5 separate regions of the Sus scrofa genome follow, and all the other regions are linked to region 2. The links are chromatin contacts, called in public Hi-C, HiChIP or PLAC-seq and promoter capture Hi-C maps. All regions are on one chromosome and are shown on one strand. Each heading gives the region's core, a stretch centred on a gene start, on an enhancer-like site or on the middle of the called end of the contact. The rest is flanking DNA. Distances are from core to core; before and after follow the strand shown. Region 1 holds the start of FBXL15 (F-box/LRR-repeat protein 15). Region 2 holds the start of MGEA5 (protein O-GlcNAcase). Region 3 holds the start of ACTR1A (alpha-centractin). Region 4 holds the start of NFKB2 (nuclear factor NF-kappa-B p100 subunit). Region 5 holds the start of KAZALD1 (Kazal type serine peptidase inhibitor domain 1).

Region 1 (4,439 bases), core at 1,911-4,410, 580 kb before region 2:
TCCAGCTCCTCAAGGGCCGGACAGCGGTCAGCGAGGCCGCGCAGCGCCAGCCCATCTACCCAGTCACAATGAGCGAGCGACAGGCGCTGCAGGCGGGGGCAGCCCTCGGCCAGCGCCCCCAACGCGCGGCGGCTCAGTTGCCCGCAACCGGCCAGCGCCACACTCCGCAGCTGCGGATTTCGAGCCAGCACGGGTACCAGATCCTCGTCGGACAGCCATTCGTGACACGGCGCCAGCGCCAGCTCCTGCAGCCCCTCGGCATCCCGCAGCAGCCAGGCCAATGCGGCCCGGGGGATCTGCGGACCCACCTGCGGGCGGGGAGGCATCTCGACTTTCAGATGGTCTCGTGGGCTGGCGCAGCCTATCCGCCCCTGAGTTCTTCCACGGCAGCAGGTCTCCCTCGGGCTTGCCACCTACCCTCCCAATAGAGACCCTACGCGCCCTCTAAGCTGATTCCCAGTACTTGCCCTCCTCGCTAGGTGGATCTCTTCCTGGGCATTCCCGGAGGCCCAAGGGGGGTCCAGAACGGAAGGCAGCGGGGCTGGGGGCGGGGGTTCAGGGGTAGGGGCAGGGGGTTGGGGGCTGGGCTGGAGGCGGGGCGGAGGCGGTACCCAGAAGGGGCGGGGCTCTGGCTCCTCACCTGAGCGGCGTCGAAACGGCGCAGCCCGGCCAGGTGCAGCTGCACTAGCGCCCGGAAAGCCCGGCTGACGCGCTGTAGTCGGAGCAGCTGGCGCAGCGGCACCCGGCTGAGGACGTGTGGGAGCAGCACATCTTCCCAGGGCAGGTCCAGGAGCCTGCGGGTAAAGGGGCGTTGGCGGCGGCGTCCCCGGGCCGCTGTTACCTGTGAATCCGCCTCCGTTATGCTTCTGAGCCCTGGCTCCTAAAGGTGATCCCCAGACCCGGCCTTGGTTCAGCTCCCCTCCCCCAGGTCCTTCTTCCTTCTCTCGGCCCCTCCGGTGCTCGGTACCTGACGGCTCCGGGCTCTTGCTCCCCTCCGGACGGCTCCATCGGTGGCTCCATCGGCTGTCTACTGCGCGTGCGCAGCAAGGTCTTCTTGCTTTGGCCTTGGAGAGGCCGCAGCGAACCCGCCTCCTTGGGCTGTAGAGACAGACCGATTCAATCGAGTGCCGGCTCACTGAGGATCCTGTTTGAAAGCGTTCCGGATGGATCCCGAAACTGAAGGCGGAACAGACTGGTGGTGTAACGTTAGACCTCGCCTTATCCGCTACAGGGCTTGAGACCCGAGGCTGAAGCACGCGATGGTGCAGCAGAGCTGGCTTCTTTTTTTGTTTTGGGCCAGTGGCCGCCTCTAAGTAAAGTGATGGGAGGAGCAGGCAGAGCCAAACGTAGAAGGGGCGGGGCCAGGACTCCAAGGTTCTGGGCCCTACATTCTCTGCCCTCTGGTCGCCTTTAGTGAGTTTGAAAAACGGAAAGAAACTATCCTGTCTCTGGCATGTAGTGAATGTCCAGTGAGTTGAATGAGCAAAGCTAGAATTTTCCTTCTTTCATCAAGCAAACTTGCCCAAACCTCCCATCCTGGCTAATTCTGAAGTACAGAGCTATCCAGCCCCTTCCACTCCTGAAAGATTTGGAATGGGTTTACACCTTGGGGAGAGAGATGTAGGAGGCAAGAAGGGCTATAGGGACTATATCTCCAGCTAGGTCTCTTTCCTTTACTCAAGAGGTCTAGAGTCCTGAGAACGAATGCTCAGTTCAGCCCGCCAGGAATGCTGCTCCTCTTAGTTGTAGGATCTGAGGCTGGACCCGCCTTGGGGCAGTGACCGCCCCAGAGCTCTGGGCTCAATCTCCGGGCCGCACTCTCACCGAGTCCCCAGATTCTAGTTCCAGGGTCCGCTCCAGGGAATTCCTGGACCAGTGCTTTCCCCATCATCCATTTGAGGGGAGGGTGTGAAGGACGCCGAGGGATACTACTCTCTCTCAGAGTTCTCCCACCCCTGCCCCCAGCAGGATTGCCCTCTCCCTTCGCGCAGCCCTTCACCTGTCCCTTTTTTTTTTTTTTTTGGGGTCTTTTTGCCATTTCTTGGGCCGCTCCCGCGGCATATGGAGGTTCCTAGGCTAGGGGTCTAAATGGAGCTGTAGCTGCCAGTCTACGCCAGAGCCACAGCAACGCGGGATCAACGCGGGATCCGAGCCGCCTCTGCAACCTACACCACAGCTCACGGCAATGCCGGATCGTTAACCCACTGAGCAAGGGCAGGGACCGAACCCGCAACCTCATGGTTCCTAGTCGGATTCGTTAACCACTGCGCCACGACGGGAACTCCCACCTGTCCCTTTATAACGAAAACTGCTTCCCATCCATTATCTCATAAGGACTTTGGGCGCCTGTGCAAGGTGGGCAGGTCTGTTCTATCATTCCACTTTAAAGATGAAATCGAGGTCCTGGAGAGGAAGCGCCTTGTCCGGGGCCAAGAGAGTCGAGAGAGAGAATTCTGGCATCCTGGTTTTCCCCGAATCCCTTTCACACTCCTCTACCCTCCCCCACCCCGCCCATCCACATGCTGCGAGAAGAGAGTAAACAGCAAAGGGAAAGGACAAAGGAGGGTCAGCTTAGGTAAAGGACTCGCTCTGTTTTCCTCCGACTGCCTGGGGAAGGGTGGCTGAAGGAACAAATCTTTGCTAAGATTGAGTCAAGTGAGCGCGCACCACCTAGGGCCGCGCGCCTCCTTCCCCTCCCCGCTTTGTTAGCGCTCCTGCGCCTGCGCAGTGCGACAAATCGGGCGCTGTCCCCTTCAGCACCACGCGGAGCCCGCGCCTCCCCTCCCCGCGGTGAGCCCCGCGCGCCCCCGCCTCGCACGTTCTCGCGCCCCTTGACCGCCCGAACAGACCCCTTTTTTCCTTCCAGGATCACCACCTGTCTGTCTTGGAGTTCGCAAGGAGAGCAGTTGCTATAGTAACTCTGGCGGTGCTTTCTTAAAATAGCTGGGCCGCTTCTACCTTGGCCAAGGGCACAAGGGTTGTTTCTCACTTCCTCTAGTCCAGGCGTCATTCCTTCTAATCTCTTACCCCTACACGGGCGGGATGCCTAACTCAGGCAGCAAGGAAGTTCTTTCTGAAGTCTGACTAACGTCCTTCCTGCTGCATCCCGGGCGAGTGGTCAGGTTGTCTCCTGGGTCCTAGACTCAGAACCTTCGGAGGTTTTGAGGCGGTGTTCCCTAGATCTTTCTTCCATAAGTTGATGGTCTTCTGGATTTAGGGGGCGGGTCCAGTCTACATCGTACGGTGTGCTGGCGCGGCCGCGTGCCCGTGGGGGCGGGAGCGCGTGTGGCATGTAACAGGTCATGTGGCAACCTCCTAGGGACACGCAATGGGGTCTTGAGCGGGACACGCGTGTGCAGCTGGGTCTGCGTGCTGTTCAGGGGGTGGTGGACAAGAGAGATGTGGACACCATTGGGGTTGGGCATGTGAGGATCTGGAGAAGAAACCGGAGGTTCCATACCACCTCCCCCTCGTCAGGGGCGGGTCTCAGGTTGGCGGGAGAGCCCAGCGGAGATCTAGCATCGTGAAGGAGGACAGTCTCCGGGGCTCAGGGCTCAGGGCCCCCGGGGAGAGGGCGGCGGGTGGGTGGGTGGGTGGGGGGATTAGCTCTGCCTGAGCCGCGCGTAGGGGGTAGGAGGAGGGACTGAGAGGCGGGCGGGCCTGGAGCAAGCAGGAGCAAGCAGGAGCCGTGCTGCCTTCACAGCTAGGCTGGGCCCAGCCTCTCCCCTGCCTCTCCTCGGCCCCAGCTCCAGGCGAGCAGCGGTGAGTACAACGCGGCTCGTCCAAGGCTGCACTGGGGGGCGCGCTGGGGCCTGATTGAGCTTCAGGAACCTGCCTGACAGAGTTGCTGCTCCTGACCTCTGCCCCTACCCTGCATTGACGCCAGAGGCCCCTTTACCCCTTTACCGTCCCTCCTGGTCTGGACAAAATCTGTCATTCCGACCCCGGGGACCGGGGGGAGTGAGGGGGAGAGAAAGGGAGAAGGGTCTGAGGCAGCCTTCCCCTCCATAGACTGGTGACTGTTGGGGTTAGGGGAGAGGGTCTATGTCCCTGCTTAAATATATGAGTGTGCATCTATATTTCTGTGTGATTGTGCCCAGTAGCTCTCTGTGAGTATCTGATATGCATGTGTCTCTGTGTGCCTTGGAGAAGGAGGGCTTGTGTGTATATTTGGGTATCTCTTTGTGTGTTCTTCTTTGATGACACTGTGTGTGTAAAACAAGCATGTGCCTTTCCATTACACACATATTTGTTATGACTGTGAGAGTATATGAGGGTGTGTCTTTGAGCAATGTGTGTGCTTGTGTCTGTGTGTGCTGGAGGGTGTTGCCTATGAATGTGTTTAACTGTGTACTGACATTATTTTGTCTTTACGTGTGTGTGCGTGTGGGCACCTGTATGGAGAACAAGAATGTCTCTTTCCCATTCAGCACATATAT
Region 2 (4,767 bases), core at 1,073-3,572:
TGATCAAAATGCAGCTCTGATTCATGACTTCCTGCTTTTCCCCATCTCAGTTAATTACACCATCTACCTAGTTGCTCAGGTCAGAATTTAGGGGTCTTCCTTTTTTCCTCTCCCTCTCCCTCTATTCACCTTTAATCAATCATCAACTCTCCCACCAAAGGTGCACCACCTCTCACCACTGCTGTTCCCTTGTCCAAGCCACTATCACTGCTTACCTAGTTACTACTTATACTTATTCTTCTATCTGAAGTAGACCCTCCTTGGGAGTTCCCGTCGTGGTGCAGTGGTTAACGAATCCGACTAGAAACCATGAAGTTTCGGGTTCGATCCTTGACCTTGTTCAGTGGGTTAAGGATCCGGCGTTGCTGTGAGCTGTGGTGTAGGTCGAAGATGTGGCTTGGATCCCAGGTTGCTGTGGCTCTGGCATAGACAGGCAGCTGCAGCTCCGATTCGACCCCTAGCCTGGGAATCTCCATATGCTGCAGGAAGCGGCCCTAGAAAAGGCAAAAAGACCAAAAAAAAAAAAAAAAAAATTGATTGTGTGATTACTTTTTACCATATTGGTAGATTTCCTCCCTTCACAGCATTAACGCAAACTGAGTTCCTGTGTATGTACTGAATTTGTTATTGTCTGTTTCTCCAACCAGAATGTAAGAGAGAGCAGAACCCTATCTCATTCATTCCACAAATATTTATCATAGGCCTACTAAGCTCTGGTTCCTCTTTGTGAGAGCAGGACCCTATCTCATCCATTGCACAAGTATTTATCATAGGCCTACTAAGCTCTGGTTCCTGTTGTAGGTGCTGGGGGGTAGACGTGTGGTACAGAGAGAGAGTGTGTGGCCAGAACTGCCCTTGAAAGTTTGAGAAGGTATGCTCAGGTCATAGACCCCAGAGTGTGGACTATGGAGAGTAGATAAAGTTGTGGATGATGACTTGCTAGCAGTTGCCATAGTGTGAGATGTGAAGCAAAGAGGAAGGTGTCATGAGACTGAGGGAGGTGGGGTGAGCTAGAATGATAATTTCCAGATCCCCCAAAGGACCATTATATCCAGTGAAGTTACTATGGCCCCAAGGTGTCATCACAGGAGATCCCCTGAGAAAATGTTTGCTCCTAACCTCCATCTCAACACTTTAGGAAGAAAAAGAAGAGAGACTGTAAGACTCTGTGGAGCTACAAGTTGGGCTACCCCTGGAGGAGTCTAGCGTGAGACTGAAGTATAAGATGAACAATAATACCAAGTCTTAATAATCAGATCGAGAGCTTATTTCACATTTATACCTCGCATGTTGCTGCAGCTCTCTCAAATCAAGTGCATTATGACGGAACCAAAGGGAGCTGAGAAATATAGCAAGGGGACCCAAGCCCACTGAGGGTTGAGGGAAGGCTTTCCCAAGGAAACGATGTTTATACTGAGGCCCAAGGGCCCTCACTTCTCCCTTACACACACTCCACACTCCCCATTTCCCAAAGGGCCAGGCCTTTTTCCCCCTCCCTACACTTGTACTCTCTTCCACATGCCTAGAGTGCCCTTTTCTCTTCTCTTCACCCCAACTCGGTCTGGCTAACTCCTATTTATCCTTTTTGACCCAGCTCAAAAGTGAAGCCATGGCCACTGCCTCTCCCCAAAAGGAAGATGAAATTGGTCTCTTCTCGGAGTTTCCACATCACTTGGGTACAACGTGTGGAGACAGTGTGTGTACTCGTTTGCCTGTACCACCAAATTGTGAGCTCACAGGAGCCCAAGAGGCCAGCATGAGGCAAGCTCAATTGGTGTCTGCCGAATGAAGGAATGAACGAATGATCTAATTTTTAAAAGGGGTCAGTGCCAACCTGAAGGGGGAAATGTTTCAAGGCAGAGGGGTGAGCTGAGCTTCTTGGAGTGCTGTCTTCACAAAACCGAGTCTGGGTCGGGTTGATGTAATGAGCCAACTCATTAGAAGAATATCTGTAGAAAATAGGTCAGTTTCTTTCTATCTCTTTAAGAACCAGAGGCTTCGTTTCCGCGCCTGCGCATTGAGAGAGTAAACACTTTTTTTTTTTTTTTCCACCTTCTTCCCCCACCCCCGCCCCGCCCTGGTCTTATTGCCCCGACCGGGTGCAGCCTCCTCCCATACTCCCCTTCTTCGGGTGGGGTAATGGTCCGTTCCAGGGCGCCTGGCTCGTTCTGGAGGGTGGCTAGCCTAAATGGTACATTCCACTACCTTCATTACCTTCTGCTTTTGGTGTCTTTTCTGTTCCACTTCCCCCTACCGAATGGAGCTCAATAGGCTGGCCCAAAAGAAGGAGGGGGATCCGGGCTGAAGGGACCGGTCTGAGCCGGTCTCCAGCGCAGGCGCAGTGCGGATAAACAGGAAGCGGGTGGTATAGGCGGCGGCAGAGGAGACACAGGGGCTTCGGGAGGAGGTAGCGAAAGAACTAGGATTATCCGAAGGGCGTCGGAAGCTAACTGAGAACGAGAAAAGGGGCCTTGGTCCAGGGAACGAGAGGTCGCGGCTTCGTTCTCCGCTTAGGTTTCCGACTCGCCAGTTTAGGCTGAGGCAGCGGCTGACAAAGGGCTCGCGCTGGTGCCGCCGCCCTTCTCATCCGGGCATTCGGGTCTCTGCGGAGAGGGAGGGGGAAGGGCAGAGGGGGGGAGGGGAAGGAACCGGAGGGGCGCGCGCTTGGAGCCGAGGCCCTCTGTAGGGCTCCGGGCCGGCGGCCCAACGGACGGAGGCCGAGGAGGACCTGCAGAGGTGGCGGCGGCCAGGGGCAGGAGGATGGTGCAGAAGGAGAGCCAGGCGGCGCTGGAGGAACGGGAGAGCGAGCTCAACTCCAATCCTGCCGCCTCCGCGGGGTCATCGTTGGAGCCGCCTGCAGCTCCAGCCCCCGGAGAAGACAATCCAACCGGGGCCGGGGGAGCCGTGGTGGCCGGGGCGGCAGGCGGGGCTCGGAGGTTCCTATGTGGCGTGGTGGAAGGTGAGCGGTCTGGCGCGGGCTGGGCAAGAGCGCCCTTCCTCCCTCTTCGCTCTAGTTCTAACACGTTCTTTTCTCGTGAGGCAGGTGGCGGCAGTGTTTTAGAGGGGGCTCTAAAAGGAGATTATTCTTTGGATCTGAAATGTGACCTTGCTGAAACGAGGGGAGAGGGGAGACGGAGAGCTGGTCTCGGGTTCTCAGGCGGCGTCGAGTTGCCCTCTGGCTATTAACAATTCTGACCCCACCCGCTTTGGGCTTGGAGCCAGGCATGCTCCAACGGAGGCGGCGTAAGGAGCCTAGTCTTAGGCTCTGAGTTATATATACATCTTTGTATCTTGGGATCTTATTCCCTACGATGGTTTGGGTTCACACGGAAAGACGTGTATAGTGTTGCTGTCCCCACCCTTTGGGAAAAAGACTACCCGTACAGGTGTGATAGTTGTCGTGGAGGGAAGAGAAGCACCGTTGGGTTATATAGTTTTACACATTGCTTTTTGGTTAGAGCTTTGCTGGCCAGTCTCTACCCCTCACGCTTTGGAGATTTATTTGCAGCCTAGAAAGCTGCCATTTGCCAGCTGCTGTGCCTTGCCTCTGAAGGATGAAGCTTTGATTTTAATAATATCTGAGATAACAGAATTTTGGTTTAGTGACTGCAGAGGAGATTTAAAATTGCCCTTCTCACCTTATTCCTTTCCATTTCCCTTTAAAAAGAATGATGGACTTTTCTTCGGGGGGGCTGGAGAGAATGAGCAGAAGATTGCATCACAATTTGTGAATGTAATGGACAAATGTTCTGCTCTGCATTCTATGGAAGCATCAATAAGTTTCTTTTTTTTTTTCCCCTGGAGTGCAGCATGTATTTGAATTTAGGAAGTATTTTGTCTGACCCAGTGTTTCCTAGCTGTATACTTTATTAGTTGTCTACTGTATGTAATGGTATGCATAAGAGTAGCACTGTTAAAAAAAAAATGGTCTCTATAAAAACGTGGAAACGGAAAGAAGGTTTGTTTTCTCAGTTGAGAGCTTTGGCATAGAGTGGTGAAAGATGAGTTTGAAAAATGAGTGGTGGTTATGGTATTTCAGATAAAGTTTAATTGTAGGAAAGAGCAGACTAATTTGCATCTATGGTAAGGGATGAAACAGTTCAGTAAAGTTTTAACTGTCTTGCGAAATTTTGGGGAAAACTACTTATGTATTTGACTAGAGTTGGTGTTTATGAAAACATGATTTTTAACTGTTGTCTAACAGCATTGCTTCCTCTTTGTGGTGCCAATTGATGAAACCATGAATCTGACTCTAAAAGAGCAACTTTAGGGCTTCTGAAGATTAAAATGTTGGACAGTTGAAAAAAAATTTAATGTAGAAGCTTTGTAAGTCAACTATATTTAATAATAATAAATGTACAAAAAATAAAATGTTGAAGCACCTCTAAAGGAATGTTCAATGGCTAGCTCCTTAAGAGAAAAATGTTAATGCTAAGGGTTGTGGGAAAGCTATAAAGACTTGTAAAATTTACCTAGTATTTGAAATTACCTGTAAGAGTAACATTGAATTGTCAAGATTGAAAGTGCTACAGTTTCATACATTAGTATGTAGGGAATTTTTCTTTGGCCTGTCATTGACTTTGTGGTGTAGAGTAACCATTCTGTTACTGAGTGCATTGTTACATTTCAGAAATTTTGGTTTTAAGTTAGTCTCTGTGTGTGTGTGTGTGTAAGGAGCATTTTGTGTTCAAAACTCAATTTAACCATCTTCCTGGTACTCCTGACATGTTGTCCTTATCTCTTGCACATGGTTAGACTGAGGTGGAA
Region 3 (4,431 bases), core at 1,054-3,553, 650 kb before region 2:
CAAACTACTTCGCCCTCGGCGCTTTAACCCTTCCCAGCCCGCCCCTGTCCATCTCCCCACGGCCCAAGACATACCAGTACTTGACGATAGCGGTAACCTGGAGCGGGTTCGGCTGGTCAGGGTAAAGGCGGCGGCACTCTCCGTAGATGGCGTGCAGTCCCGGGGGGAAGAGAGAGGCGAAGGCCGGAGGGCAGTAGGGCCAGGGGCCGGGGGCGCAGCGGGGCCGGGGGCACCGCTAGGCCGCAACTCCGCCATCGGGGCGCGTAGGGCGCTGGGGGGACCGGGGAGGGCAGACGACGGGGAGAGCGCTGACGCGCCAGCAGGCGGACTCCCTGGGTGCGACTCCCGGAGGCGATGGGGGCTGCAGCGAGGTCTAAGCTCCGCGCCTGCGCAAGGCGCACCGTCCGCCCAGGCAAGCGACGGCCAGAGGGTGCCTCGGGGGCCGCGGGGCGCTCAGGGGGGCGGGGCGGCGGCGCGCCCTATTCCGACATCCATTGGCTAGTATCTTTGCCAGTCACAGGTGGGAAAGGCGTGACTTGACAATAGGTCCCGCCTCCCTCTCCCTGTTTAAGGGGTGTCCCGAAGCTCTTGGCCTCCCCTAGTGTTAGGAGGAACTCAGGTTTAAATAGAGATGCTGGCGCGTCTTTCTGAGGTGCTAGGGTCGCACCAAAGCGCTGGGAAGTGCGTGGGTAAAGGGCTTGTAATTGTTCTGCGGTCACTCTAAGAAGGATTGTTAAACAAATCTGGCAATGGATTGATTCATTCGTTCGTGTAGCATTAGTTTTAACAGTAAAAATCTGAATGTTTCCTACCGTCTTTGAATGTCCATTGACCAGATTGACACCAACACCGCCAAACTCGAGGGTCATATGTTGAAATATCTATTTTGAATTTCTGCTAGAAAGTAACAGGACTTAGATAAATTAGGATCGATTAAATATCCTGACTAAAGGGTCAGGACTATTAACTAAAGGGTCCTTGCAACTTGAAGGGCGGGAGGAAATACTCTAGACACTGGGCTCAATTAGAAAGCAGTGATGGAGTTCCCGTCGTGGCTCACTGGTTAACGAGCCCGACTAGTATCCATGAGGACTCGGGTTCGATCCCTGACCTTGGTCAGTGGGTTAAGGATCTGGTGTTGCCGTGAGCTGTGGCGTAGATCACAGACTGGGCTCGGATCCTGGGTTGCTGTGGCTGTGAAATAGGCTGGCAGCTACAGCTCCAATTCAACCCCCAGCCTGGGAACGTTCACATGCCGCGAGTGCGGCGCTGAAAAGACCAAAAAAAAAAAAAAGAAAGGAAGAAAAAAATAGAACCTCTTTTCGCTTCCATTTTCTCATTCATCAATGTGAATCCTTATGAAAATTAAAGATATGCTAGAGCAGTTCCTGAAGCTGGAAGATGAACGTCGTTTTAATGGCCAAAATATCATCTATACCAGTAGCGCCAAATGCCAGTCTTTAGATCAATGTTAGCATGTTGCATTACAACTATCCAGGAAAAAAATGCAAAAATCAACAAAAATGTTCTTTTACCGCAAAAGCAAATTTTATGTAATTTAAACTACTTTCCTCTATTCTCTGAATATGTTCCTCCCTGTGTATTTGTGTGTATTAGAAGTTACTTTTATTAGAGTGCTATAGTGATATATGTTTGTTTTTTTTTTTTTTTTTTTTTTTTTTTTTGGCTTTTTTTTTGTTGTTGTTGTTGCTATTTCTTGGGCCGCTCCCGCGGCATATGGAGGTTCCCAGGCTAGGGGTCCAATCAGAGCTGTAGCCACCGGCCTACGCCAGAGCCACAGCAACGCGGGATCCGAGCCGCGTCTGCGACCTACACCACAGCTCACGGCAACGCTGGATCGTTAACCCACTGAGCAAGGGCAGGGATCGAACCCGCAACCTCATGGTTCCTAGTCGGATTCGTTAACCACTGCGCCACGATGGGAACTCCATGATATATGTTTGTTAATGTCTTATAGACCCATATAAAAATATGGCAACCTTACGTTGTCCAGGGGAAGTGGTGGAGAGTGGCAGGACTGATCTGTAAAAGCCAAACATCCACAAGTTACTGATCAATCCAAACCGAACTACAGACAAATACTACATACTTCAGGAGGCACTGGGAATCCCTCCCAATGGACTACAGATTCTGGTAGGCAATGCAATCAGCGTCCCTTTCTATTTAATCTATAGAGACTACAAAGCCCAACACACCGTGCGCCGGAAACGCGATGCCGTGTCACTTACACTAGGCGGGGCTCCGAAGCAGCTAAATACAATGCAGAGCCTTCTGGGTATTGTAGTTCTTCGAAAGCGAGGTCGGGCCGCTCCCTGGCCGTCCGGTACTGGAGGCCAGACTGCGCATGCGTTTCAGTGGCGTTAGCGGCAGACCGGTCTGGCAGTTCCTTCCTCGGAAGGAGAGATTCCTCTGCCATGGAGTCCTACGATGTGATCGCCAACCAGCCTGTCGTGATCGACAACGTGAGTTGCATCCCCCTAGAGGGACTTATGCTCTCCTCCTCGAAGGGATCGCTTCCCGGGTTTCAGCCTGGGCCGCCGGTTCTTTGTCACTGGCCCGGCCTGTCAGGCGGGTTCAGCCGCCGCCGCCTCCTTCCTCCCCCGACCCGTAATCCACAGGCAGGGCGGGCCAGCCGGCCATCAAGCATGGGATGGAGAACCCTGGGATGGATAAAGGGAAGGGTTATAGTCCGAGCCGGGTCCTTGGGCCCCTGGCTAGAGGGGCCTTAACCTCTCTGTGAGAGCCCGGCGTCCGCCCCGTCCCAGCTTCCGATAACTCTATAGGCTGTTCTGGCTGTCCATCTTGGCCAATGACCCCGCCTCTGGGCCTTGCCGGATGAGGGCAGCCCTCTGCAGTGATTGGCTCGCTCTCCTGCCTTTCTTCCCGGCCGCCATAGTATTTCCCCCCTTTAAGGGGCGGGGCGGCGCTCGAGGGCCGTGGGGATTGGTTTCGGGGCCTCGGAGTGGTGGGGCCTGACCCGCTAGGGCCCGCCCGGGAGTGGAGAAGGGCTAAGCTTCCTTCGGTCCCCAGACGGGCCCGCGGCTTGGCGGTATGTTTGGGTGGGGCTCGAATGTGTGGTGCCAGAAATGGCCTTAGGATTTCAGTTATTTCTGTGATTTTAAATTACAACGTTAATAAATGTTGAGAAGAAAGGGGAGTGACAAAGCAAGTAGGGGGTTACCTTTCTCTTCGAAACGCCTAGTTGCTGTGGAAAAAAAAATAACTAAACGTATTTGCCAGGCGCTGTAGCGCTTACACAGGGGTTTCACATGCATTCAAATTGGATCCTCACCAATTTGAGGTGGATAGTTAAAGCAGGACGTTTGATCCTCGTTTTACGAATGAGAAAACTGAAGCGCGAAGAGGTGAAGTGAGCCCAAGGTCGCACAGTAGTGGTGCCCTAAATCCAGTGCTTTATCCGCTATTCTTCTTGCTAGTACCCATGCAGGTGCATCAATAGTGACAAATGGAAAGAATCTAAATACTGCTCTTATTTTTGGCGGAGAGAAGCAGTTGTATAAAACTGAATTTCTGTCTTTCCACGGAAAGGTTGGGTTGATACCTTTCTGTTCCTCTTCTAAGTCCCTCCATTGAGGCACAATTGCCAGTTTCCTTTGTCCTAAGCTGACTGTCACATTCACTCTGCTGATTCAGCCCTTGGGATCTTTGGCACGTTGCAAGGTCCTTTAACTTGCATCATCTTTTGTGTGTGTGTCTTTTTAGGGCCGACCTGCGGCAGATGGAGGTTCCTAGGCTAGTGGCTGAATAGGAGCTGTAGCTGCTGGCCTACACCACAGCCATGACAATGCTGGGATCAGAGCTGCATCTGCGACCTACACCACAGCTCACGCAAGCCGGATCCTTAACCCACTGAGCCAGGCCAGGGATCCAACCTGCATCCTCATGGATGCTATTCAGATTCGTTTTCCCTAGACAGGAACTCCTGAATCTTCTTTAGGCTTCAACTCTGATAGGTAGTTAGGGCTTACTAGTCCCAATTGAAATATGAAGAAAAATGAGGCTTGGGGAGGTTAAATAACAAACAGTATTCAAACCAGCTGGGTTATGAGTTGAGGTGCCAAGACTCAGATTAAGACTGGGTTCTAAATTCCTCATTTTTTCCAATGAAAGATGCTTTTTGGTTAGTTAGCTTTCCTTCTCTTTAGGAAGGAGGTTGAGCTCAGTGAGAGACCTCATTTTAGGGAGGATTTTTGTTTGTTTCCTTCACCAGACTATGAATTGATCGATTTGTTGGTATAATTGATTTATTGGTTTCCCAGAGAAATAAGTCTATTCCTAAAATCTTGAAAATTCGCTATTGCTTTGATGCATTACAAATACACTACAAAGGAAAAGAAGAACGGGAACTCCGCAGTTGGATTCTTAATCCACTGCACCACAGCTGGAACT
Region 4 (4,988 bases), core at 1,393-3,892, 560 kb before region 2:
CTCCCCTTGGTCAGACACTAAGCTCACAGAGGTGGGCCAGGGCCTAGGACTGGGACAAGCAATGAGGGGGCATGCCATTGGGAGCCAAGGGTATGGGGCACCTACTGGGCAGTCATGTCCTTGGGCCCCACAGACACTGCGCAGACCCCCAGCTCCGAGCACTGCTTGCCCACCAGGCTGTGGGCATGAGCACGAGGCGGGTCACTGTGTGTTACCAGGTCCACCTCGATCTTCGCTGGTCCCTCATAGTTACAGATCTGTGAGGGGTGAGGGCTGTCAGTAATGTTTATGGACATTGTCCACGAGTCACCCCTGCCCCCCCCAGCACCATCCAGGCTCACCTTGACAGTGGGATAAGTCTTCCGGCCCTTCTCACTAGAGGCACCTGGCAGTCCTCCATGGGAAGGGCCTTCGCAGCCATATCGGAATCGGAAGCCTCGCTGAAGGTGCCAGGGCAGAGTGACATTGTGACCATGAGGCCCCCAAACCCCCCTCCCCTGCTACCAGCCAGCAGTGACCATAATAATTGCATGTATCTATCCTGAATTCACAACCATACTGCTGTGATCAGCAGCAACCAACCACCTCAACCCAAGTGGGTCTGTGGTCACCATGGCCACCCAACTATCCCACTTGCCCCCAAAGCTGAAACCATTCCATGCCATCTCTTTCACTCACCTGCTTAGGCTGTTCCACGATCACCAGGTAGGGGCCATCAGCTGGGGACAGAGGGACTTTGTTGAGCCAGGACTTCTGAGTCCATTCCCAAGGCAGAGGGCACATGTTCCTCCCTCCAAGACAAGGGGAGGTCGGGGGACTTACTAACCTGTCTCTGGGGCCGGCTCCTTGGGCTCCACAATGGACGGGTTGAATTTGAAATCATCATATTCGATGATGCCAGGCAGACTCTGCTGTGGAGACAGACTGGGGTAGCATCTGATTCTGAGCCACTCTCGGGGCCCTCCAGCTCTCAGCTCTCCAAGCCCTCCATAATCACTCCTCCTCCCCAGGCCCATAAAAGAAAACTCCTATTGGAAGCAGTTTGCAGACAGAGGTAACTGACAGGCAGGCTGAGATAATCTAAGGACATTACAGGTGCAGGCAGACAAGCAGACAGGCACAGGGGGCAACCGGCCGGCTTTGGGGCCAGGCAAAGTGACTCACTGGGTCGTAGCAACTGTCCATGTCTCTGGGCTAGGCCCAGCTCTGTCCGGTGGCTCCGGCCGGCCGGGTGCTGTTTCCCCGGAGTTTCAGGCGCCCGCCTTAGGTGGGGAGGAGTGGAGGGGTTGGGAGAGAAAGATCAGGACGGGAGTTGGGGGGAAAGGGGGGGCCTGGATTTAGGGGAGGGTCTGATCTCCAGCCACCCGTCCGGGTGTGGCGGGCAAGATCCGGTGGAGGGCAAGATCCGGAGCTGGGCTGGGCCGGGGAAGGGCAGGAAAGTTAGAACAGCTTAGGAAAGTCCCGAAAATACCAGGGGGAGGCGGGGCCGGAGGGGGCGGGCCTGGAAATGACGCACTGGCCACGCCCCCGAGACGGGAGGGGCTCAAGGTCTCAGTTGGCTTGCTAGCGCCCGCAGCGTCTCCGCGAAGTCGAGGGGCTACCAGATGCTGGGAAGGTCCCGCGGGGCTGGGCACCCCTTCCTCCTCCCTCCAGGGCAGGCGCCGGGGACGGGAGGGTCTTTCAAAGCTGGGGGAGGCTCCTAGTACGGGGTCAGGTCCGCCTCCTTCCCTCCCCCGTCCTGGAGCAACCTTGGGATTTTCTACCCCGAGTGAGGCCACGGCTGAATCACCCTGGGGGCTTTTGGGGGGACATTCCTGCAGTAGGAAGGCCTACTCCCCGAAGGCCTGTAGGTGGGGGCTCTTCCCAGTGAGGGGCCCCGGGGCTCTGCCCGGATAACTGGTCTCTGGGGCCCTGGGGCGGGGGAAGGAAAGGGTCTCCTTGGGATGGGCTCCCCTGTTACCCCTCCCGAAAACATCTCAACAGCCGTTAATTCCCACACTGCACCTACTCTGGCTGCCTACGCCCTACGCCCCAGTCCCAAAGCCGTGTGTAATACATGTATGCATCTGCATCATAGGTGTACAAGTGTGTTTCGGCCCATGTGCTTGCGTGTTGTGTGTTCATGGCTTGAACATGCGTATACAGGTGAGTGTCCTTAAACTTCTCAGTGCGGAAACATCTGAGCATGTATGTAAGAGCACAGGTGAACACATCTTCGAGTTTGTGCGTGAAGGGTATGGGTCCAGGCACCTGTGCACGGTGTGCGTGTTTTGCGGGTCCTTGTGTGAGCGAGTCTGCATGGATAGTGCTGTGCACACGCCGGCATATGTGAAGGTGTAACAAACGGCCCGCCTGTCTTTATACAAGGACATCAGTGTGTATGCGTGTATCTTGATCGTGTGCGTGCTCTCTGTGAGTGTGCAGACGCCTCTCTTCAGCCCTTGGGCTCGGTCAGCTAAGGGTCCTCCTCCCGCCCTTCCCCGTGTCCTGCCACCCAGGGGTCTGAACCCGGCCACTCACCGCTGCGGCGGCTCAGGTTCCGGATTCTCTCCCGGCCCGACCCACCCCGGACGGGTCGCGACACCTTTCCAGCTACCAGGACTCCAGCCGGGAAAGCCCCTTTTCCGCCCCAGGAGGGGGGAATTCCCGTGACGTTTCCGTGCGTCACTCCCCATGCCGTTTTTCATTGGCTGAAAGTTTAACTCCGGACTCGAGTAACCAATCGCAAGTGACTCAGGCGCGCCCCTTAGAGGGGAAATATTTGCTCAGCGCGCGAAGCGAGAGTGAGGATGGCCCTCAATCAGGTGTGAGTTTTGTCCTAGGGACCAGCCTGCTGCGGGATCCGCTGACCCAGCGCCATTCCCCAGCCGAGGACCGCGGCTCCGGTCTCCTCTCTTACCCTGGCCTGTCCCAGCCGGCTGGCAGCCCCTGCTGCTACTCAGCTTATGTTGCATCTAATGCTTGGCCACCTCAGAAGCCGGGGAATCCCAAGGGGAAGCTGGAGGGACCCAGCCCTCTGGTCCCTCGCTTCGAGCGGGGGCCCCGCTGCCGGGAAGAGTTAGGGGAAGAGGAAGGAAGTTGATTTGCAGTTGGTGCCAGAGCGCCATCTGGTGGCCGCTCTGGAGCCTCGAGGAGACTCCGTAATCTCAGTCTTCCCTGGAAGAGGCAATCTGGACCTAAAACTTGTTCTATAAAGTTTTTTGTTTTTTGTTTTTTTTTTTTTTGCGGGGTGGGGGGCAAACTTTCAGACCTGATCAGGAGCTCCGCGTTGGGTAAGAGAAACGAGGTGTTTATCTGGGAGACTCAGGCCTTGTTCATCATTCACAGAGATTTGGAATATCAGAATAGAAAAGCCATCCAAAATTAGTTCAAACTTCGCCAGAGTAGAAAATTATCTTTTGTACTGTTTGCAGTGTCTGCTACTCCCTCCTCGTCCATCTTACTGCTTCCTCCCTCCCCCTTGATAACCACAGGTCTGATCTCTATGTCTGTGAGTCTGTTTTTGTTTTGTAGATATTTGCCATATTTTAGATTCCACGTAATTGATGTCATATGGTATTTGTCTTTCTCTTTCTGACTTACTTCACTTAGTATAAGAATTTCTAGTTGCATCCATGTTGCTGCAAATGGTATTATTTCGTTCTCTTTTATGGCTGAGTAGTATTTCATTGTATATATGCACCACATCTTAATCCATCCATGTCGATGGACACTTTGGTTGTTTCCACGTCTTGGCTATTGTGAATAGTACTGCAATGAACCTAGGGGTGCATGTATCTTTTATTTTTTTATATGCATGTATCTTTTTGAATGAAAACTTTGTCTGGATATATGTCCAGGAGTGGGATTGCTGGATCATATGGGAGTTCTGTATTTAGTTTTCTGAGGAACCTCCATACTGTTTTCCATAGTGGTTGTAACAATTTATATTCCTACCAAAGGTGTAGGAGGGTTCCCTTTTCTCCACATCACCTCCAGCATTTACTATTTGTAGACTTATTAATGATGGCCATTCTGACCGGTGTGAGGTGGTACCTCATTGTAGTTTTGATTTACATTTCTCTAATAATTAGCAATGTTGAGCATCTTTTCACATGCCTATTGAAAGACATCCATATGGCTTCTTTGGAGAAATGTCTGTTTAGGTCTTCTGCCCATTTTTCGATTGAGTTTGTTTTGTTTTGTTTTTTGTTATTGAATTGTATGAGCTGTTTGTATATTTTGAAAATTAAGCCATTGTCAATCACATCATTTGCAAATATTTTCTCCCATTCTATGGGTTGTTTTTTCATTTTGTTTATGGTTTCCTTTGCTGTGCAAAAGTTTGTAAGTTTGGTAAGGTCCTATTTCTTTATTTCTGCTTTTATTTCTACTGCCTGGGGATACTGACCTAAGAAAACATTGGTATGGTTTATGTCAGAGAATGTTGTACCTGTGGTCTCTTCTAGGTGTTTTGTGGTGACATGTCTTATGTTTAAGTCTTTTGTTTTTTCTTTTCTAGGGCCACACCTATGGCATATGGAGGTTCCCAGGCTAGGGGTGAAATCGGAGCTGTAGCCGCTGGCCTATGCCACAGCCACAGCAATGCTGGATCTAAGCCACATCTTCGACCTACACCACAGCTCACAGAAATGCCAGATCCTTAACCCACTGAGCAAGGCCAGGGATTGAACCTGTGTCCTCATGGATGCTAGACAGATTCATTTCCTCTGAGCCACGATGGGAACTCCTTATATTTATGTCTTCTTTTTTTTTTTTTTTTGGTTGTACCTGTGGTATCTGAAAGTTCCTGGGCGAAGGATTGAATCCACACCACAGCAGTGACCTGAGACACAAGGGAATTTCTTTAAGCCATTTTGAGTTTATTTTTGTGCATGGTATGAGGGTGTGTTCTAGTTTCATTGATTTACATGCAGCTGTACAACTTTCCCAGCACCACTTGCTGAAGAGACTGTCTTTTCCCCATTGTAAAGTCTTGCCTCCTTTGT
Region 5 (4,667 bases), core at 1,572-4,071, 710 kb after region 2:
ATGCCTGTGGAGTTCAGCTGGTCTGCAAACACATGTGGGCAAAGGAGAGAAAATAGGAAAGAGGGGCCGTCAGTGTCTATGTATCCCAGTCTGTGAGAAAGCCATGCCTGTGTGTGTACCCACCTGCACATACACACACAGACACACATTCAAGGGCCCCAATCCAACCCCACCCCTCAGCCCCCAGAGCTCAGGGCTCCCCCTTACCTGGTGTGAGCACTGTCAGGCTAGCTGGGGCCTCAACCTGGCCTAGGGCATTGCGGGCCAGGCAGCGGTAGGTGCCCTCATCGCTGGGACGCACAGCCTGGATCTGCAGCCAGCCTGTCACCTCAAACCTCTGGGGTCCGCCCCTAAACTGGAGCCAGGAGGAGTCAGCAGTATCCTTCTGAGGGAGCCCTGGGCTGCCCCAAGGAGGCCTCTGCTCTCTGCCCCTACCTGCACAGAGATGTGGGGGTCATCCCCCGGCAGCTGAATGTCCAAGCCGTCTTTTCTCCACTCAATGGAGGCCATGGGGTAGGCAAACACCTCACAGCCAAAGATCACATCCTGCCCAGTCACATTCCAAATGTCATATGGGCGCGACACAATCTGGGGCCCTGGGGGTGGAGGAGGGAGGCCTGAGAACAGAATAGCCCATCCAGACCAGCAAGGACCTCATATACAAACCACTTTGAACATGTTGGTGTGAAGGAATACAATGTATGCTGAGGTACACACACATTCATAAAAACAACATGGCATGTACACACAGGTATGTACAAATGTAGCTTCAGGTACACACAAGGGGAGGAACACAGACATTAAAATGTTCCTACAGACAAGATGCACAAAGCACAATGACCCCCAGCTCAGCTTGGCAGCCACACTCTGTCCCTGATTGCTCCCCTGTCCTCATTCCACCCTCTAGGCCCCTATCCTGCTGTACTTGTAACTGACACCTCCCACATCCACCCTTCCCTAAGGAGGTCCTATTGCCCCAGGTCCAAAGAGCAGCCCGTCCCCATCCCACCCGTAGGAGAGGAGGTCTATGTGGCAAAGGCAGAGACCCTGAAACCAATCTGGGCAGCAGGCAGACAGCCCGGAATTGTAGGAAAAGCAGTGGGACATCCCCCTCACTCCTGCAGGACATTTGTTTGCTCAGCAGCACCAGCCAAGCCAGACCCCCTCCAAGGAAGAGGAGGTTACTGAAGCCGCCAAAGAAAACTTGAGGCTGGAATGGCCTTAAGCCCCCTGGGATGGGAGAATGGGAGCTAGCAAAGCCCCTCCTTCACTAATCCCTAAATGCAGAGGAAGGGGGAGCATGGAAAGAAGCCAGGAGACTGGGTTAACTAAGTACTCCCTGGATGAAGCTGGCCAAATGAAACCTGATTGCATTTCACAGAAACCCAAGCCTCCCTGCCTGGATTCTAGCATCTGGGCAAAGACTGAGAGTCTCTTCACTGTCTCAATTTTGAGGCTAAGCATTGGCTATGTGCCTGTTCCCTCAGAGGGTTGGTCTCTGCCAGCCGGGTCTGAAGCTTTTATGCACCTCAGCGCACATATCTTATCGACAAAGCGCAGGACCAGCACCTTCAGGCGGTGGTCTCTGGGGACCAGCCCAGAGAGCAGCCTCTTACAATGGACTTGAGGGCTCTCTGGCCTCCTCTTTTCGCTCTACTGGCCAGAGACCAATACCTCGAGGAACTCCCAGTGCCGGGGGTCTGGGCCCGGGGCCGTGCATACCCGATTCACAGGGCCCTGGGTGCGCCACGGTGAGGTTGGCTTCCGGCCGAGCGCGGGCCGCCTCCTGCAGGCGGCAGATCTGCGCGTAGGTGCGGCCGTCGGAACCACAGAGCGGGCGCTGCGAGCGGCAGGCACACAGCGGCTCGGGCACCTCTCCGCGGCTCAGGTCGCCGCCTGTGTCCAACCGGCACTCAAGCTGCTCACCGCAGCTTCCGTAGAAGTGGGCGCTGGGGTCCAGGTCGCAGAGCTGGCCCTCGAGGTTGGCACATTCCCAACAGCAGCCGCATGCGTCGTGCACCTGGCCGGCCAGGCAGCCCCGCGGCGTGGCGCACTCTTCTGGCCGGCAGGGAGCACAGCCCTCACCCTCCGCCAGCAGGCGCAGCCACCCGCGCCTCAGATAATCGGGGCCCGGGGACGGCCGCGCGCCAGTCTGTGGGGGCGGCCGCACCACCACCACCACCAGCAGCAGCAGCAGGGGCAGAGCCAAGGCAGCTGCGGGCGACTGTGGCATGATTAGTGGAAGGCCTGCGAGCACTCGGGGCATCAGCGCGTGCGTGGCACCCTGCCAGGGAGGGAAGCCAGGTCAGAAGGTCAGAAGCAACCTCACTGTTCCTCGTACCATGCTGGACCCTAGCACTGATCCCTCCCCTGCTACCTCGAAGTCAAGTAGATCCCGGACACAGAGGCACAGTGACCCTTACAATGACCCACCAGTTCTGCTGAGTGGTTACTGACTGGGCTGTTCTTGGGGGTTGGGGAGAGGTGCGAGGAGGGAGTGATAAAGTCCAGGCGCGCGCGCGCACACACACACACACACACACACACGCACCACCACCACCACCACTAACCATCTAACTCTGAAGCTTCCTGCCCTAGAGGTGGATGGCCTCAGGATCAATTAGTCCTTAATAAAGGCAGAACGTCAGGAAGGGTGCATTGTTGGGGGGAGTGTGGGGGGGTAATGCCCTAGGGCCCAGAGCGCTCACCTAGTGTCCCGGACTAAGCCCTTCAGAGCAGCTGTGAGTCCCGTCCGAAAACGCAGGCAATAGGAAGGAATCGGTGGGCCCGCCAGCCACCTCTGCTCTGACTTGAGGATCTCTGACAGAGCCCACGGACTTGCACTCAGAAAGCAGCTCCTCCGCCCCCTCTCCCCGCCCTTCAACGTCGCACACCCCACCCTCTCCCCTAGTTCTGAAGCTGCCAATTTTATGCAGCCGCACGGGACCCTCTTGGGCCACATCCTCCTAGCCTGGGCCAAAGTCACAGTAAGAACAGAGAAGTAACCGGACACCCAAGCTGGGAAACGCTAGAGACGGGGTGGAGTGAAGGTTGGTAGTGGGGGGGGGGGTAGCTGGGAAGCTAGAGTTGGCTGAAAAGCTAGGTCCTGTCCCATCTGACTTTAGTCTCATTCTCTAGAGCAGCTGCATAATAGGGAGGCGGTAGGAACGAGAATGCCAAGTCGGGCGCTCCTGGATGGCAGGGCCAAACAACGTCGTCTCCTGGCAGCCCAGGGCCGGCTTCCCAGGGGTGACTGCAGGTTTGTCCATCCCACTTCTCCACCAAGTCGCCGACCAGAGACTCAGCGCTTACTTCTCCCTGCCCACATCCGGCAGGTGCTTCAATCCTTCAACCCACGGAGGAGTCGGGTGATTAGAGGTCCGAGCCGACTAGCGGCCGCAAAGAGAGGTGGGCGGGGCGCCTCCCCAGTGGGCAGCGCGCTGGGTCGGAATTACAGGTTATGTCTGCGAGACTGGCCGAGCCAGAGGTATTCGGTCTCCCGGCCGCCACCAGCGCCACCGTGGCGCTTTGAGCTAGGGGCGGGGAGGAGAGCATTCCTGAAAGCCCGCCCGCCTTACCGGGGGTCTGTCAGACCAAGCCCCGCCCAGGCCTGCCCGAAGCGGCTTACTGAAGCCGCGCTGCAGTCCAGTTTGTAGGGGGCGGAAACTGAGATATGCAGCCAGGGAGGGGACGGTATTCAGTCAGGTTCGGTCCAGAGAGACCTGGCCCCAAGTGGAGCTGCTTGGGTATGGACCTCTTCACCAGTCCCAAAGTTGGGGGCTGGGCCTCGGCCTCTGGGACGCCCAGGCTCCGCATGCGCACCGGGTGCCCGGGTAGACGAACTCTCAGAACCGGTCCTTTACTCTCCCTCCGCACCTGAAAGCAACCAAGCCCTTTCATTTAGGGGAGCCATAGTCGCGAACACTCCACTCCTAACCAGAGGGCCTCTGCTGAGAAGGGTGCGTAGGCAGATATGAAACCACCCACGTCTCTAAAACGCTGCAGAAGTTCAAGAAGCAAACTTCACGCGAGGTCTGGTAACCATCGCGAGAATCAGAACAGGAAGTCTAGGAATTCAGAACAGGAAAAGCCCGCGAGTTTTAAACCGGAAAAAGAATGGGCGGAGCCAGGTGTGACTGGTAGTTGTAATTCTTTGGCTCTGTGGGCCACTGAAGTGTTGACCCAGGGCAGAAGAGAAGTGTAACAGAACTGCGAGAAACCCTGAAAAAAAAACTGTGTATGTGTGTGCGTGTGGGCGGGGAGTACTTGAGCTCGCAGAGCTGGGAGATCCCATAGTGGCCCAGCGGAAAGTAATCTGACTAGCATCCATGAGGACGCAGGTTCGATCCCTGGCCTCCGTCAGTGGGTTAAGGATCCTGGCTTGCTGTGAGCTGTGGTGTAGGTCTCAGACGCAGCTCGGACCTGGCGTTGCTGTTGCTGTGGCGTAGGCCGGCGGCTACAGCTCGGATTCGACCCCTAGCCTGGGAACCTCCGTATGCCGCACCGGAAGGAAGGGGGAAGGAAAGGAAGGAAGGAAATAAAAGAAATTGCAGAGCTGACTAATGGAGCCACCCAAGGACAAGTCTGGCTCTGACTTACAAATTCCGGGAGGGAGATCAATGTCCGGTATCTCTTAATGAATAGTTACCAGCTTCTAAAACCAGCAG

What was found. Promoter capture Hi-C pulls out the DNA fragments that hold promoters and counts their contacts. Hi-C and Micro-C count contacts between places; a contact is called where the count stands out from the background. HiChIP or PLAC-seq counts read pairs in DNA pulled down with a chosen protein or histone mark.
Region 1: a contact with region 2 is called in a promoter capture Hi-C map of liver, with 5 times the contacts expected there. The contact joins the promoter of FBXL15 here to the promoter of MGEA5 in region 2. A contact is called at or near these places in 1 of 5 promoter capture datasets (liver), 1 of 47 Hi-C or Micro-C datasets (liver) and 1 of 2 datasets of contacts at active chromatin or transcription factors (alveolar macrophages).
Region 3: a Hi-C map of liver shows a contact between it and region 2, with 4 times the contacts expected there. The contact joins the promoter of ACTR1A here to the promoter of MGEA5 in region 2. A contact is called at or near these places in 1 of 47 Hi-C or Micro-C datasets (liver) and 1 of 2 datasets of contacts at active chromatin or transcription factors (alveolar macrophages).
Region 4: a contact with region 2 is called in a Hi-C map of skeletal muscle, with 4 times the contacts expected there. The contact joins the promoter of NFKB2 here to the promoter of MGEA5 in region 2. A contact is called at or near these places in 1 of 5 promoter capture datasets (fetal liver) and 1 of 47 Hi-C or Micro-C datasets (skeletal muscle).
Region 5: a contact with region 2 is called in an H3K27ac HiChIP or PLAC-seq map of alveolar macrophages. The contact joins the promoter of KAZALD1 here to the promoter of MGEA5 in region 2. A contact is called at or near these places in 1 of 5 promoter capture datasets (fetal liver) and 1 of 2 datasets of contacts at active chromatin or transcription factors (alveolar macrophages).

What each region holds. Positions count from the first base shown.
Region 1 is chr14:113,428,890-113,433,328 of Sscrofa11.1, reverse strand. It overlaps FBXL15 (F-box/LRR-repeat protein 15), which reads right to left and starts at 3,160. Exons shown (of 5, transcript XM_021072747.1): 1 at 2,876-3,160; 2 at 968-1,098; 3 at 641-794; 4 at 1-308. The coding sequence starts at 3,010. PSD (PH and SEC7 domain-containing protein 1) reads left to right here and starts at 3,236. Exons shown (of 18, transcript XM_021072740.1): 1 at 3,236-3,762.
Region 2 is chr14:112,848,770-112,853,536 of Sscrofa11.1, reverse strand. It overlaps MGEA5 (protein O-GlcNAcase), which reads left to right and starts at 2,322. Exons shown (of 16, transcript XM_003483548.4): 1 at 2,322-2,959. The coding sequence starts at 2,761.
Region 3 is chr14:113,496,666-113,501,096 of Sscrofa11.1, reverse strand. It overlaps ACTR1A (alpha-centractin), which reads left to right and starts at 2,303. Exons shown (of 11, transcript XM_001928877.5): 1 at 2,303-2,483. The coding sequence starts at 2,436. SUFU (suppressor of fused homolog) reads right to left here and starts at 1,096. Exons shown (of 14, transcript XM_021072750.1): 1 at 195-1,096; 2 at 75-192. The coding sequence starts at 255.
Region 4 is chr14:113,404,066-113,409,053 of Sscrofa11.1, reverse strand. NFKB2 (nuclear factor NF-kappa-B p100 subunit) reads right to left here and starts at 2,642. Exons shown (of 23, transcript XM_021072746.1): 1 at 2,521-2,642; 2 at 1,165-1,262; 3 at 827-908; 4 at 679-719; 5 at 342-440; 6 at 106-257. The coding sequence starts at 1,185. It overlaps LOC106506113 (a long non-coding RNA gene), which reads left to right and starts at 1,623. Exons shown (of 3, transcript XR_001301171.2): 1 at 1,623-2,145.
Region 5 is chr14:112,140,900-112,145,566 of Sscrofa11.1, reverse strand. KAZALD1 (Kazal type serine peptidase inhibitor domain 1) reads right to left here and starts at 2,821. Exons shown (of 5, transcript NM_001244551.1): 1 at 2,709-2,821; 2 at 1,723-2,284; 3 at 436-596; 4 at 208-355; 5 at 1-22. The coding sequence starts at 2,266.